Regions from separate parts of the Mus musculus genome. Here region 1 is linked to region 2. A link is a contact called in public Hi-C data. All regions are on one chromosome and are shown on one strand. The core of a region is the stretch at or near the end of the contact, and the rest is flanking DNA. Distances in the headings are between cores, read along the strand shown.

What was found. A called contact is a pair of places that touch in the nucleus more often than the background predicts.
Region 1: a Hi-C map of neural stem cells shows a contact between it and region 2, with 7 times the contacts expected there. The contact joins two enhancer-like sites. A contact is called at or near these places in 1 of 39 promoter capture datasets (hippocampal neurons), 56 of 484 Hi-C or Micro-C datasets (the C2C12 cell line, the HL-1 cell line, astrocytes and 28 more) and 3 of 115 datasets of contacts at active chromatin or transcription factors (acute myeloid leukemia, embryonic limb bud and forebrain).

The regions. Positions count from the first base shown.
Region 1 is chr9:34,647,842-34,652,036 of GRCm38.p6, reverse strand. All of the region lies in intron 1 of Kirrel3 (kirre like nephrin family adhesion molecule 3), which reads right to left. Among named protein-coding and RNA genes, the nearest start is that of Kirrel3, 160 kb to the right of the region's middle. Within about 2 kb of position 1,271, at least 4 of the 459 cell types and tissues checked have an H3K27ac peak or open chromatin away from gene starts, as enhancers often do. A contact at or near this core is called in neural stem cells, where this site is marked.
Region 2 is chr9:34,505,756-34,510,084 of GRCm38.p6, reverse strand. The region is part of intron 1 of Kirrel3 (kirre like nephrin family adhesion molecule 3); the gene reads right to left. Among named protein-coding and RNA genes, the nearest start is that of Kirrel3, 19 kb to the right of the region's middle. Within about 2 kb of position 2,719, at least 12 of the 459 cell types and tissues checked have an H3K27ac peak or open chromatin away from gene starts, as enhancers often do. A contact at or near this core is called in neural stem cells, where this site is marked.

The DNA.
Region 1 (4,195 bases), core at 22-2,521, 140 kb before region 2:
CACACTCAGTAAAGTGCTAGGCATGCAAGCAGGAAGACATGAGTTAAATCCATGTCTTTTGCTTGTTTGTTTATCTAAAGTTCAGTGTGATGTTGGAAAGTGCTTGTAACCCTGTAGCGGGAAAAGCAGAGCGAGGTAGATCCTTGGGGCTCATTAGTCAGCCAGACTTGGTGGGTCCCATACTCAATGAGAGACCCTGTCTGAAACGGAAGAAAGAGAAGCAGCCCCGCAGAACCACACCTGAGTCTGTCCTCTGTCCTCTAGACACATGCGTGGGCACTCTGGGGGCCATTTTGTCAGTAACGCTTTAAGATGTAAAACAAAATACAATTAATTATAAATGAAAGCAAGGATACTGAAATACAACTGTAAAAATATTTAGGGCTGAGGTGCAGTAGAACACCTGCTTCATTATTAATCTAACACGCAAGCAATATTCCCCACAGCTCTAACAACCTGTGTAACTTCGAGTGGTAAGGAGATAACCAAGACTATGAGATTTCTACAAAAACAGAGAGGCAATGTGAAAATACCTGTGATGTTAATAGGCGGCAAAGTCACAAGTCACTTGTTGTTACTATCGGAAAAGTTGTAGGTTTTATTATTAAGGGGGAACATTAGGATACTGCTGTGTGATTTTTTTTCTTCCCAAGATTATTGACTGTCTTGAATTCCCCCTGTCAATGCACAGAGTGAGGCTCCCTGCAGGGCGTGAAGAACCCTTTCTGACTTGCCTAGGGATACTGGGTTGATAGACTTAGTCATCATTTCCTTCTGTCTCCTGCATCCTGCAGCCCCACTGAGGACATTTTGTTTCATTAAGAAACTTCCTTTCTTTTCTCCCCACTTGAGTTTAGTATGTTCTAGCTGCTTCCCCTGGTGCAGATCCTGGAAGGTCTGGGGAGCACTGCTCCCGTCCTCGGGCCTGATGAACTACGGTACCTGGTACCTCGTAGTCATCTCTGAGGCACTTCCCTTGAAGAGACTTTCACCTGTGGGATTTGCCCACAGCTCTGAGTACATCATGCAACATTTTGTCACTGTGGCAAGTCGGTCTTTATTTCTGTGTGACTATTAAGGTTGGTTGCTCTCACTAGACGTGAATGCACACTCTCTGTCTTGTTTCAGTCACCTTTGCTTCCTTGCCACCTAACTGCCTGGCACCGTGTAGATGCTCAGTAGCTGCAGAATGAGTAAATAAGCCTGAGTGTACCATAGACCGGAGACACAGTCTACTTCCTCATTATGCTGACTTCCTTCAGCCTCCTTTCTCCCCATTATCCTCTAACCACCCATTAGCTAGAGTCTCTACTGCTGTTTACTAAATGGGTCCCTTTGTCTCTCTGGCCTTTGGATCATCATTCTTTCTCTCCTCTGAATCTCCTCCAATTTTTTTTCAAACGCTGTTTCTACTTTGAACTTCCAGGACTGAATGTTCTGGGAAATATCTGTTGGATGTGTCGGGAGACGGTGTGAAGCGCAAAGGCTGGCTCCCTTTCAAAGCCATGTGTCTGCTCTGCCGCAAGGTACAAGCCTACAGGGTTTCCACCCATCCCACCGTTCCTACCCTTCCTAGGAACAAGCTGAGAGACGGGAACCGAATACTGAGGCTGGCAATGGACGGGTGTCTATCACAGTGTCTACCATGCTCCCCTGCAAGCCACATGAGTCATGAGGACATTTCACTTATGATCCTTCTGCAAAGGACAATGTTTGGCTTCAGTACGAGAGCTGTTAAGCTGAAATTTGAGCTAATAGTGGGGTTCACCCCATCTCACTCTGTAGGTATTACTATGGTAAGCCCTGGCCTATAGGGGGTTCCTTGCTCTGTTTATGGGGTACTCCCTACCCTGGCTACCTTTAACCTAGTCTGTGTTTCCCTACTTTCCTGTTTCATATTTAGATCAATAATGCAGAAGAGCAAAGTACCATCCGGCCGTCCAAGTTTCCAGATATTAAAGATTCACTGAATCCTTTCCAAGACGAAGACATTTTATTGAATTCTTGCTTTGAGCAAGTTGGCTTGGTTTCGAGAATCACCTCTTGGAGGTGATGAAAATAGCAATGTACTTTAGAGGAGTTTCATTTGAAACGGCTTTGAAACTCATTCTAAAGGATAGCTAATACGTCAGCGTATGGCTGCAATGCTCACTACTGGAGTAGCTGTGTTGGAGCTGAAGACCCTTTTTTGATGTGTATTCTTGCTTTTCCTTCCACCTGAAGAAATTGAAGCTGTTGCAGGTGTAGGAAGGCGTCCTGCAAGGGATAGTGCCTTGATTCTCTTCTATTTGCACGAACTGCCTCAAAGGCTGAACTGGTCCTGTTTTGGTCATATTCTCTTCAGTGCCTACAATTCCAATGGTTTGTACAGTGAACAGAGCAATGGGTCTGAGGAATTACACCAAGTAGGGTTCAATCTTAGCTGCTTTGTGACCCCCAGGGAGTAATATTCCTTATGTTTTCTGTCCTAGTTTCTCCTCAGTAAATGCAGATACTGTTACTCCTCTCAAAGGATTACCATGGGCATTAAATGAAGTAAGCAATGTGAAACATTTAGTACAGCACTAAATACAGCAGTAAACACTCATTTAGTTGAAGCAGTTTTAAGCATCCAATGCTTCATCACAGATTCCGGCTTGCTACACATTATACTGCCTGTAGTAACATGCGGAGTCCTAGCTATCTCTGCATCTACCCCATAGGATGGGTACTGTTTCTCCACTTAAGTCTAGGATGTGCTGGCCAGTTGATGAGATGGAGGGGTAGAGGTGGTGACTGGGAAAGCCATCAAATAAGGTTAGTCTCCTGGCCTCAGCTGGGGTGGCTTTCTCTATGTAGAGTTCTCTCCCCTGCACAGGGATCTTGGAGGTCATTGCACAAAGGGGCTGCACACAAGGGTGCTGCCCACAAGGGGGCTGCAATTCCTAGGAGGTGGCAGTTTAACATAATGCCATTTAGGTAGCAAACAAAGCTGTCTAACATGGTTTATAAAGAACAGGGGGAGTACTGGGGAGATAAGTGGGAACCAAAAGTGTCATCTTCAGGGAAGCATCAGTCCTTAGGTGGCACCTGCCCTTGATGACCTGGTCTGCTAATCTTCTGCACCCTAGCAGACAGGTTGTGTAGGCCCTCTCAAGAATACTCCAGCAGAGGCAGCCTCTGACATGAAGGATTTTGAAAGGGTCTCTGTTTAGATGTCTATGCTCTAAGAATTCCATTTTATTTCTTTATATTTAGTTTTTAAGATCAGAAGGAGTGATGTGGTGCCTCTGAGAGTAGTGGTGGGAAGATGAGTAGCCTGGGAGGAGGTCACTAGAAATAGACATGAAAGGAACAGGAGAGCAAGGGGAGAGAGGAGACGCAAGCAGGAGAAATGTTACTGAGGTCACGGCTGCAATTTCCCTGGATCTCCCAGTTAGTGTGCAGAATGTCACCTTCATCCTCAGGTGACAGGAAGCTGGAGGGTTTATCTGTAGGTTCCCTGTCTCTCACTGACTGAGGTGGCTTCCCTGCAGTGGTTGCTCTCTGGCAGACGTCAACTTGAAGGCAGAGGGGGCTTCCATAGAGTGGGATAAGGCTCTTAGATAGGAGACAGTAAGGTGGAGGCAGGAGGAAGTCATAGCTCTATGGTCCAGGCCAGCTTGAGCTAAGTTGTAGGTAGATACATGAGAGACATCACAGGGCACTGACTGAGCCAAGAGGGATATTCTGCAACTCATAAAAGAGCACAGAGCAAAAGTCCTATGACATGAAACAGATGTGAAAGGGAATTGGTGTGTGAGCCACCCATGAATTAATAGTTTTTTTCTATTCTCTCTTGTTTGATTGGAAAGAGCTTGCTAATGTTTTAGACCAGTATTCACTTAGCTATATTCAGCAGACCTGAAAGATCCAGCTCAGGGGCTAGGGCAGCTGTTAAGAGGCCTTTCTGATCTTCTAGAGGACACAGGTTCATTTCCCAGTACCTCACACTGAACAGCACACAACTCTAGATCTGAGACCCATTTCTGACCTCCAAGTACATACTTGGTGCACATACACACACTTAGGACATACAAATAAGGTAATAAAGAAATAATCTAGCTCAGAGGTAGTAGTAACAGTTTGTCTACAAGATGTAATTTCAAAGCTTTTGGGCACATAGAACTACTCTTTCATTTGCCCCATAGTTACTTACAACCTTTGGGTTATAACC
Region 2 (4,329 bases), core at 1,470-3,969:
TCTTGATTGAGCACTTGACAGGATGTAGAACCATCATGGAAACATAGCTCTGGGTATGTCTGCAAGAGATTTTTCTAGATTAGGTTAGTTGAGGTGAGAACAACTACCTTAAACATTCATCACCATTCCATAACACTCCAATATTAAACTAAATATTACCAAGGGGTTAGAGGATTGAGCAACAGTGTTCATCATGGCTTCCTTATGACTGTAGAGATGATGTGATCAGCTGCCTGCAGATCCTGATGCTATCTAGGACTTCCCCACCATCATGGTCTGTATCTTTGAACTGTGAAACAAATTAAACCCTTTCTTCCTTAAATTGCTTTAGTCAGGTATTTTATCACGACAAAGAATAACTAATCCAGGGGGCAAAAACTGAATAGAAGAGTTACTGCCGAGAACCAGAGCAGGCACGTGCAATGCTGGAACATTCTGCTTCTTTGTTTACTCATTTATAAAACAGTGTTGAGCACTGTCAAAGATGATGGGATGATACAATAAATGTCGAAACAGTTTCTCTCCTTGTAGGGCTCTCAGTTGAGTTGGAAAGGCATCAAGTAAACATCAAGCTGTTATGGGACTGAACACATGATGCAGAAGAATAGATACAGTACATCCAGGGAGAAGAAAAAACAAAATGAGTGAGCAGGAACTAGGAGGTGGCTTCATGGAAGATGTGACATCTAAGTGGAGCCTTGGCGTGTGAGCAATACTTAAACAAATGATTAGGAAAAGCTATTCTAGCCTGAAGGAATAGCATGAACAAAGACCGCACACAGCCCATCCAGGGAAACAAATTTTTATTTGTTTTTCTTTGGGGGGGGGGTGAAATTTGGAGAGCAAGAAAGGGGTCAGGGATGCTGGAAGTAGGTGGTACTAGAGGTGGAGGACCTTCCATATGGGATGAAGGTATGATCTAAGGTTTCCTCCATGGGGTGTTGCCTGGAAGGCAACAAGTAGTAAATGAATTTCCTAAGAGAGGGTCATCTCTCACTTGTGTTCTAGGAAGACACAAGTAGTGAAGAATAACCATGGTCGTAGGTGACTTGGGGAATATGGGGGACTGGATGAGATGTTCCAAGTTGGGAAGATGAGAAGCTTACTCAGGCAATGGAAGAAAAATGAAAAGATCCAGAGAAATAGGTGTCATGATAGAGAAATGACCGGGTATGGGATAGGAAAGGGGCTCTAATAGAAGAGCTGAGTGTTAGGAATATGATGATGTCCCCTGACAGAATTCAGACAATGGGAAAACAAATCATGAGTTTGCTTTTCCGAATACTACAATGAAGCCATCAAGGTGTACACAAGAGAGCATCATAGAGCAGAAAATAGAATGGCCTACAGGTACATATTTGTTGTTACTCTTAAAATTTGCTATCAGAGTGGTGTTAAGAAAGTGAACTTGGGACTAGACAAGAGCCAATTTGGATAAAAGAAGGACAACTTAAGGATCGCCAAGAAGTTATAATTTTTAGAAATGAATGTAGTATATTTAGCTCTCTATAGGCTAACATTAATACTATTTAAATAACTACCTGGTTGTAGTGGTTTGAATAAAATGGCCCCTCATAGACCCATAGAGAGTATGGCACATTAGGAGTTGTGGCTTTGTTGGAGTAGGTGTGCCCTTGTTGGAGGAAGTGGGTCATTGTTGGGACAGGCTTTAAAGTCTTATATGCTCAAGCTATGCCCAGTGTGGTTCACAGTCTCCTTTTCCTGCCTGCAGATCAAGATGTGGAATTCTCAGCTCCTTCTCCAGCACCATGTCTGCCTGCATGGCCATCATGTTTTTCACCATAATGATAATGGACTAAACCACTGAAACTCTAAACCAGCTCCCAATTAAATGTTTTCCTTTATAAGAGTTACTTGTGAACATGGTATCTCTTCATAGCAATAGAAACCTTAATTAAGAAAATGCTACTATAAACAATGTCTTCACACACACACACACACACACACACACACACACATCTATCTATCTATCTATCTATCTATCTATCTATCTATCTATCTATCTATCTATCTATCTACCTACCTACCTACCTACCTACCTATCTATGGCCTAAAATTTTTGATGCAGACTTTAATGTTTAAAGCTTCATATCACAGACCCACATCTTGGAATGACCTATTACCCTTTTTTTTTTTTAAACTTAAAAAGAAAATAACCAGTTGAATTATAATGGTCGCTTTAGTTTTACAAGACATTCTCTCTTTTTATTCTTAAAGTTCAGCCCTTGGCTAAAGCAGGCCCTTGAATAGTGCTAACATGCTGCTGTGAAAGAGCACACACATAGGCTGACTTCTTAGCAGAGTTCTGTAGCCTTCAGACCCACATTGGGCATGCAGTCTAATGGCTGTTTTTAGTTGGAAGATAACAAAAAAGAATCATGTGTGTTCTAGATGTAAGAAGAAGAGGCCTAGCACCTTTAGGGGCACTGAAGAAAGGTTCTCTGAAAAGAACCTGTTCCCTACCACCTGACTCCCTGAGGGAAGATCAGTTAAGCATGTCTGGAAAATAGCTTGCCTTTTACAGTGCTATTTAACCTGTGTCTGAATGTCTAAGGCCTCAAGGCTCACAAGCTCAATGGCCCCTTCAGTGTAGAAAGAGTCCAGGCCCGGAGCACTGGGGCACCCTTCAGCTCTACCCCAGGGGCAGTCTATCCTCAGGGTGTTTCCCAGCCTGTGCCTGCAGGCTTCTGTTGGCATGCTGGAGGACAGATCTGAGCTTCTGCCTGGCACATTCCCTTGTTGGGGACTCTGCCAGGGATGGCAGCCTTTAAACGCCTCATTAATATTCAAATCTATTCAAGTCATTTCAATTTGAATTCTATGCATATTATCAGATAGAACAAAATGCAAATATATACAAATTCATCCATATGAAGAAATAAATAGGAGAAGCTGTGCATAATGGGATTATAATCATTTTCAGAGTTTGTCCCTCTCCTTTAATTCCCCAAGCCCCAAGGCCTGGAGTTGTTCTTGATGCTCCCACCTGGGACAGTTTAGTGGCAAAATAATCCTTCTTGGACACAGGTCCTTTGAGGGCTGAACCCTTTATAAACCCATTTCAAGACATTACCATGAGATACCGATTGTTTCCCTCTCTGGCTCTTTGAGTGGAGTTGGAAGGTTGACTGTGGTATATTCAGACTCTGGGAGGTCTAGGATCTGGCTTAGGCAGAGCTGACCCCTCTGGCCATTGACAGGCCAAGGTCTCAGAGAAGGTGCTTCATGGTCTCAAACTTCCCCAGGAATCTTTTTGCACCTGTGGGTCACCTGAACAGGGAGAGCTAAAGTCTCACCCTCCTAAAACACTCTCTAATAAGAACCAGACTTCTTGACCACTTTAAAGGACATTGACTGAATTCAAAGAGCAAAATGGTCCTGTGATATGCCTGATATTCTACCCTGCTCCATCAAGTGTAAAGACAGACCAACAAATGGGTCCTCCAGTTCTCAGCCTTCCTGTCTGTCCAAGTTCCCCACCTTCTTTCACCAGATACTCATTCAAAAGCCAGACACTCAAGCACAAGCCTGGGGAGAAAAAGCTAAGTACAGGCGGCAAACCTCTTCCTAACTGCAGCAGACCAAACGCAGAAAACCACAGCAAGCATTTCTCCTTTCTCTCTCACTGTTGTTGCTACTGGATCTCTATTTCGTTTCAATTACTCCAAAGACAGGAGGAGGCCCCGGGTATATGGTGTTTTAAAGGGGGAGTTCTCTTGCTCTATGCTAATGAAGGCAAAGTCAATTGCTATTAAGAACCATTTAGTGCGATTTAACTACAGAATCTAATAGATGCTCCCCTAATCTCTCCCCTACGGAACTCAACGATAGCAGTGGCTCCATTGAATAATGCAGGCGTAATTTATGTCAATCCATAGTATAATAACCATTTCGTATTCAACAACCTTTATTTAATAATCCACAACTACTTTATTTATAGATATAAATGGCAGAGCAGGGGTGTCATTCTCTCTCTAACTTACAGAGAGGGAGACTGAGGCAGAGTTCCCACATGGGCAGGATGTTTATCCAGAGTGGGAAAGCCCATCCAAGTTTATTTCTTTAGTGTTGGTAGTAGACCAAAGAATGGACCCCAAAGATTCCCATGTCTAGCCCCCTGGATGGGTTATCTTATGTGACAAAATAGATTTTGGTGAACATCATTAGGTTAAAGTGCTAGAGGAGAAGATGGCCATGATTATATCAAACCTGTTGGGGCTGAAATAGATGTTAAAGTTCTCTGGAAGGGAAAAGCACAAGGATGGGAGGCAGAAGTGGTGGATAATGTGAAACATGAGCCGGACCTCC